Regions from separate parts of the Mus musculus genome. Here region 1 is linked to region 2. Evidence: chromatin contacts called from public HiChIP or PLAC-seq data. All regions are on one chromosome and are shown on one strand. The core of a region is the stretch at or near the end of the contact, and the rest is flanking DNA. Distances in the headings are between cores, read along the strand shown. Region 1 has its middle 48 kb from the start of Gm45913. Region 2 overlaps Tmem150c (transmembrane protein 150C).

Evidence for each region. HiChIP or PLAC-seq counts read pairs in DNA pulled down with a chosen protein or histone mark.
Region 1: an H3K4me3 HiChIP or PLAC-seq map of embryonic basal ganglia shows a contact between it and region 2, with 4 times the contacts expected there. The contact joins two enhancer-like sites. A contact is called at or near these places in 4 of 115 datasets of contacts at active chromatin or transcription factors (embryonic basal ganglia, embryonic forebrain, embryonic stem cells and 1 more).

Annotation. Positions count from the first base shown.
Region 1 is chr5:100,348,258-100,351,955 of GRCm38.p6, reverse strand. No RefSeq gene overlaps it. Among named protein-coding and RNA genes, the nearest start is that of Gm45913, 48 kb to the right of the region's middle. Within about 2 kb of position 2,260, at least 53 of the 459 cell types and tissues checked have an H3K27ac peak or open chromatin away from gene starts, as enhancers often do. A contact at or near this core is called in embryonic basal ganglia and embryonic forebrain, where this site is marked.
Region 2 is chr5:100,089,356-100,092,950 of GRCm38.p6, reverse strand. It overlaps Tmem150c (transmembrane protein 150C), which reads left to right. Exons shown (of 8, transcript NM_001382851.1): 4 at 1-16; 5 at 117-184. It overlaps Tmem150cos (transmembrane protein 150C, opposite strand), which reads right to left. Exons shown (of 5, transcript NR_045993.1): 2 at 735-838; 3 at 562-641; 4 at 1-37. Among named protein-coding and RNA genes, the nearest start is that of Tmem150cos, 13 kb to the right of the region's middle. Within about 2 kb of position 1,545, at least 60 of the 459 cell types and tissues checked have an H3K27ac peak or open chromatin away from gene starts, as enhancers often do. A contact at or near this core is called in embryonic basal ganglia and embryonic forebrain, where this site is marked.

The sequences.
Region 1 (3,698 bases), core at 1,011-3,510, 260 kb before region 2:
GAGGCAGAAAGGCAGTGCATTGAATCTCTCGATATCACAGTATCAAAGCAAAAGTCCTGGGGCTACTTCCCAGAGAGCTGAACAAAGACAATTTGTCTTCTCAAAATTTAATGGATTCCCTCCAGGCTCTTGGCTATTGACAGCAAGGAATGGCAGGAACTTTTCTGGCTTCCCCCTAAATGTCAGAGTCTCCTAACCACACCCCATGGAGACATAGTGATTTTTGTTTTCACTTTTTAGTATGTGGATGTATACTGTGTGAGTGTGCATGTGCCATGACTGGAAAACGGAGGTGAGAGGCAACTAGCAGGAGTCGGTTGTCTCTTTCCAACATGTGAGGTCCTGGTATGGAACTCAGGTTTTCAGGCTTGGCAGCTAGTGTCTTTATGTGCTGAGTCATCTCACTCACTCCAGCATAATGTTTTGTTCTTCAGTGCAGTACCACACATGCAGTGCCGTACGTACCATGCATGTAGTGCAGCACCATACATGCAGTGCCATACCACACATGCTGTGCAGCACCACGCATGCTGTTCAGTGTCATGCATGTAGTACAGTGCCACACATGCAGTGCAATAGCAAGCATGCAGTGTGGTACCAAGCATGCAGTGTGGCACCACGTATGCAGTGCAGTACCATGCATGCAGTGTGGCACCATGCATGCAGTGCAGTTCCATGCAGTGCAGTGCCACGCATGCTGTGCAGTACCACACATGCAGTGCAGCAGCACACACGCAGTGCCATACCACACATGCAGTGCAGTACCACACATGCTGTGCAGTGCCACACATGTAGTACAGTACCACGCATGCAGTGCAGTACCAAGCATGCAGTGCGGCACCATGTATGTAATGCAGTACCACACATGTAGTGCAGTACCACACATGCAGTGCAATACCACATATGCTGTGCAATACCATACATGTAGTGCAGCACCATGCATGCTGTGCAGTACCACACATGCAGTGCAGTGCCATGCATGCTGTGCAGTGCCACACATGTAGTACAGTGTCATGCATGCAGTGCGGCACCATGCATGCAGTGCGGCACCAAGCACGCAGTGCAGTACCATGCATGCAGTGCAGCACCACACATGCAGTGCAGTACCAAGCATGCAGTGTGGTACCAAGCATGCAGTGAGGCTCCATGCATGCAGTGCAGTACCAAGCATGCAATGGAGTAATTTGCCCTCATTCCTCTCAATGGCACCTGCCTTTTACTGTGCCCCAGAATACACATAGCCACTGTGAAGGCAGATACAGGAGTCCCTGGTGCCCCTCTGTGCTGGAAGCAGTGGTTGTCTAGAGTGGATAGCTGGAGTGAGCTTCAGTCTGTGGCAGGGAAGATAAGGAGTGTGGTGGACAAAAATGGCAGAGGGGAGAGGTCTTCGGACTGGCTGATGCCACAGTCCATCTCTGAGAATGCCGTAAAGATGAACAAGCTGCACCCAGACCTTGGGGTTCATTGTCTTTGTTGGCTTCTTTTCCACTGAGTCCCTCAGGTTGTGGAGGAGCCTCCCAGAGCATCAGAAGCACCCAAAGACAGAGCATCTCTCTCTTCCCTGCAGGCTTCCTCGGGTAAGCAAGGCTTAGCAGACAGGCAGCTCTGCATGGGATCCCTGAATCTGTATCAGCTGCACAGCCTTGGACAAATTCACATCTGAGAGCCTGTGTTTCCCACCTGTAAAAATGAGTATGTTAATACCACATTCTCATAAAAACTATGAAGATAAATTAAGTGAGATTATATATATATATGTTATATATATATATATATATATATATATATATATATATATATATATATATATATATAAAACGCATCAGGCCCACAGTGCTGTGCCTGGCTCTTGGTTGGCATTAAGTAACCACAGCGGTCATAGCAGTCCCTTTTATAGTGGGCCAGGCTTATCTGGCTGTTGCTAGGTAACTGTGGGGGGGGGGTGGAGTTTAGACAAAATGCTAACAGTATTGTTGGACCTGATGCTGGCCCCTTGCCTTTAGTGAGACCCTGAAAGGCTTCCCTGAGCATGATCGGATGGGCACAGAGCTCAGCTCAACTTCCTCTCTTGTTTCGGCATTGGAAATAAAGGCTCCTTCTCAAAATTCCCCAAAAGGGATGGGCACAAGCCCTCTGTACCCCCTCCTTTCCTCAAAGTCTTCTCTTTCTCTCCATCTTCCTCTTTCCTTCTTCCAAGTGATCAGCAGTACCGGAAGTGGAGGGTCATTATGCTTGAGTGACAGGCTACTTGGCTGATGTCATCCTAGTCTAGAGAGCACAGACAATAACAGTTGCTGTAGATACAGGGCGGGATGATTTCTTTGGATCTCTCAGGCTCTCAGCTTTGACTTGTTTGCCTACCTCCCTTCTCCCAAGTCATCACTTAAGAGAGACCTTTAATGATCAATGAAAGCGCTAAAAACGGAAAAGCAGGGACCACGCCTCCCTTGAAGGCCTGCCAGTCCCAGGCTGTTAGAGCAACCCCTGCATTTTTAATAGGGACAAGGATAGAAGCCAGCAGATTACAGCAGAACCAGAGGTGACAGTGTGCATTTTTGCTGGGTGAATAGTCCCAGAAAGTATAACTATAGCTTGAGGCTGACATTATTAACTTAAAAGAAAAACCTGAGGAAGGTCGTGGTGGACTACTCTGTAATGAAGAAGTGAAAGCTGCAGAGAGAGAACCAGGGCCGGAATCCCCACCTTACTGGTTAGTGCAGCTTTAGATTCTTCTATTTATAATTGAAAACCTCAGCTTCTTTGTCTCTGGAAAAACAAACAAACCAACAAGAGTAGTAATACATATGCCGGCTACGGGGCATATGTCAAAGTGCTCGCCAAGGACAGCCACTCAATCCTATCTATTTTACCTCCAAAGAAATGGGGACAAGGGGAGAGGGGACTTTGTGTAATTGTAAATCAAGGAGAGACATGGCTTTAAAATTTTTAAGTTCAAATATTTGAGCACAATTGTGACGTAACAATTGCTCGGAAAAGCCAGTGATACATTGGGCGAAAGGTGACAGACACAGGTGTGTTGCCTGTTTTGGTTTTGTTTGTTTGTTTGGGTTTTTTTGTTTTGTTTTGTTTTGTTTTAAAGGATCTACAAAAGAAAGTGTGCTCGGGTGGCATTTTCTCCTGCATTTATTCCGACTTTCTGTATTCTCTACCTTCTGGTCCTTCTGCCCTACATTTCACTGAAATGACAAAGTCTTGTGGTTAAGAGTATGGGCTTCAAGCCAGGGACATGCCTGTAGCACTTGTTGGCGTGGAAACAGGAGGATTGTAAGTTCAAAGCCAGCCTGGGCTATAGAGTGATCTGCAGACCTGACAACTATATATAAATCCTGTTTTGAAAACAAACAAACAAACAAACAAACAAAGAGTGTGGACTTTGAGGGCAGAGGGTCTGGGCCTGGAAGTCTGCCCAGAAAATGTAGCCAGGGCCAAAAACTCCTTCTCCCTCTCCTTAGTGTCTCCAGCTATACCATGGGACCGGCACGAGACCACAAGAACCAGGCTGCAACTGGAACGAAGTGAAGCAATGCAGCCAAAGTTGGGCCTGCTGTTTGTTCGTTCCACATGGAACACCCCACCTTCTGGGGCCACTCATGAAGTCCTTCCCTCACTTAGCTGGGGTGAGGGCTTCCTCTGGAGGGTGAGGTTTGCAGCCAGGTCCCCCACCCCGCTGTGGGAAA
Region 2 (3,595 bases), core at 296-2,795:
ATGCTCCATACATCAGGTAACTCTGAGTCTGCCTGGCCTGTTTAAGGAAAGTGCATGTCAGATGCACCAAGTTACAGACGGGGACAGCCGGACCCTAAGGCTTTCCCCTCTTCCAGTTTTGCAGGTGACGACCCTCCTGCGAGCTGTGTGTTCAGTCAAGTAATGAACATGGCCGCCTTCCTAGGTAAGAGGAGCAGGGACAGAGAGCTTCCTGTGCTCTGATACATCTCTGCTTTAAATCTTCCTAAATCCTTATCAAAACAATGGGGTACCTGGCTGAAATTTAGTGTCAAGTCAAGTCAGTATGCTGAAGGCAGCTTTTGTTTTAAGGGCCCGTTTTCCCCCTCGTAAATCCTTTTGCATCCCCCCTGCCTCCCTCCAGCCCTCCTTCCTTTATGGTGCTCATCTCTTCCTTCATACTCCGAACTTTATTTCTTTTGCTGCGCGAGATAGCATATTTCACGTGTCATAAAATCTTGCTGAGACTGTAAGAGGGTGGCATGTGGTTGCTTTGAAAAGGATGCCTTATTTATTCCTTCCTTGGCGAAGACGGGTACGTACGTAGGCTCTGTGATGAATATCTCCCTTAACATTGACCCTAGCACGGCATCCTCCTGTGTGCCCACATACATCAGGCTGCCCTGTGAAAACATAGGTTTCACGAAAAGTACCATTTCTCTGGAGCCCAAAATCCTCCTTTAACATCCTGCCCCTGAGGATCTGAAAGTACTTACACAACCCTGCCAGTCCTCTGGGAACAGAGAAAAGCAGCCATGTTCTTCGTCTTGTTGAATATCACCTGCTCTTCTAAAAACACCCACGCATGTGCCTTTAAACCCTGAGAACAGAAGCAACTGAAGTCAGCCTGGTCTACATAGTAAGTTCCTGGCCAGCCTGGGCTACATTGAGAGCCCCTGTCTATAAATAAACAAGTAAATAAAGAAATAATCCAGTAAACCCATTCACTCATGGCCTACATGGCTACTAACAAACGCTCGCAGTTAACAGAGCACAAAGCCCCAACGGTGAACCTGAACAGCTGCGCCGAGGCCTCCCGCAGACCCTCTGTGATCACCGGATCACAGCGTGTGGGCGGGCCTATAGGCTGCCAGCCTCAGCCCTGAGCATCTCCCGGGGGCTCAGCACAGACATTGGCAGCCGTGATTTCTGCTCCAGACCCATGGCTGAGTGTTTTCCCATCTCTGCCTCATTTCCTCACAGTACACAGGAGCTTTCCCTCTCGCAAAGGCTGCCACAGCTGTCCTCCACGGGGCTTCAAGGAAACCAGCGAGCATGCCGCGAAGCTCCACATTATTTCCTTGGTATACTCTGCACAAATTGATACGTCCCAGTAGTCTTTGGGATAGGCTCTAAAAACTGCCAGTTTGCAACAACTTACGTGTCCCGTGGTCACAAAACCTGCGATTAACAAATTATAAAAGCATTTGCAGAAGCAAGCTGTGCAAACGACACCCTCTTCCAGGTGCATCGTCCCCTCATTCTCTGGCTCTCCCTGCGCCTAGAAGAACAAGTAAGCTTTTACCAGCCTTTGCTGGAAGGTGTCAGAGTGGTCTGTGTTCAGCCGTTGTTACCAATCATCATGCTTGATGCCAGCTGGTGGACGCAAAAACTGATTGAGATTGGTGTTCAGTGAGAGCAACGCCGCAGTCACTTATTTATCAACTGAGAGTGGAAAAGAATCTTTTTTTTTCTTTAAAGATTATTGTTGTGTATGGTAGCTGCTTTCTTCTCCCCAAGGCTGGTCCCCAGTAGACCTCAAGCTATCACTTTAAGCTCTCCAGCTGCCTTTAAAAATAGCTTTCACTGCTTATAAAGTCGCTGCTTTTGACAGCCGTATAGGCAGTAATTTATAATCTGAAAGAGAGTCCATGTGGCACTTATTAAAATTAGTTAGCGGGGATCTTTTATCTTTTTGACAGACTAATCAAAGATTAAATGCTCGGTTATTCTCTTCACAGAATTAGCTGCCTTCTCTGTCCTGAATGTACACTTTCCTCTCCACTGGGGGCAAGGACCCAAGACAAATGTGTTAAAAAGAGCATTACCTTGCCCTGGGGAGGATGAGAGGGTACTGCAAATAGCTAAGTGATCCCAGCCACCTAACAGCAGCCGCCCTCCCACCCCCCTTCAGCCAGAGCATCCTGGCTGCTGTGCTTTCCCGCAGCCATAAATAGGAATCGCTGATGGATAAACAGTAGAATTAACAAAACAGAAGTCAGCCGCGTGCCAGCTGAGGATTGTGACGGGGAAATGTTATTCTGAGTTCCCCGACTGGAAAACTCCAATCAGTCCTTAGACATTTCATTTTTCAACGTCAGCTATGTTTCTAATTGTGATCTTTTATAGAGAGGAAAATTAGAGAGGGGACTCCCATATAACAGCAACAACAACAACAACAACTTATGTAGGTCCCAAAATAGCAGAGGGGTAGGTTTTAAAGTTCTCATTCTAAAGCTGTTTAATACAAATATAAATTTCTTTCATTACATCTTGTTTGGGGGCGGGGGAGGTAGTTTACACATGTCACATGTATGTGAAGGTCGGAAGACAACTTTCAGAGGTTAGTGCTCTCCTACCATGAAAGACCTGGGGATTGAACTCAGGTTCTCAGGCTTAGTGGCAAGTGTCTTCACAAGCCATCTCACTGGCCCCCAAGTCAGTCATTTTTAATGAAACTTAAAAGTATACTTACTAACCTATTAGGGGATAGAGAGATGGCTCAGATGTTAAGAGCACTGGCTGCTCTTCTTGAAGACGGGGGTTCAAGTCCCAGGATCCACATAGTGGCTCGAAACTAGCCAGTCCCAAGGGCACCTGACACCTCCTCTTCTGAACCCTGCAGGTATTGCATATCTATGGTACACATACATGCAGGAAAAACACATAAAGTAACTATTTTCCAAGTTGTAAGTATATCTATTGGTCAAAGTAGCTGTAATGGGTGGGAGATAGATGATAAATGGATGATGATGATAGATTGATAGATAGATAGAAAGATAGATAGAAAGATAGATAGATAGATAGATAGATAGATAGATAGATAGATAGATATGAAGATGCCATACTTCCCAGAAGCTACTTTTGAGAAGTTATAACTTGATCACTATGTTGAAAATTGGCTCTTCTAACAGATCTTTTGACTAAAGATAGATTAAGTTCATAAATTCTTATAAAGCCAAATCCTCATTAGTTCTGTCTTTCTAAAATTCAGACTAGAATCTATCTTGAAGGGAGACATTGTCTCTTCTGAGCTGGTTGGTACAGAGTCGGGGCTGAAAAGGGCAAAGCCTGGTGTTTGGAATGTGACTGTCAAAACTGGGTGTCAAATCATCACATTCAGATGGAGGTTTCTGCTCATGATAAAGCAACTTCTCACCCATATTCCAAACAGGAAGCCGCTGCTTCCAGGAGGTAGGCACATCCATGATTCTAGACAAGACATTCATAGTTTCCAAAGTGATCCACATCCCCTGTGCTGGGCGGGGGGCCGGGGGGGGGGGGGAGACACTGTCAGGTGGGTCAGCATGAGAAGCCATACTGGATCTGTGTTTACATTGCATGTCAAAGTTCTAGC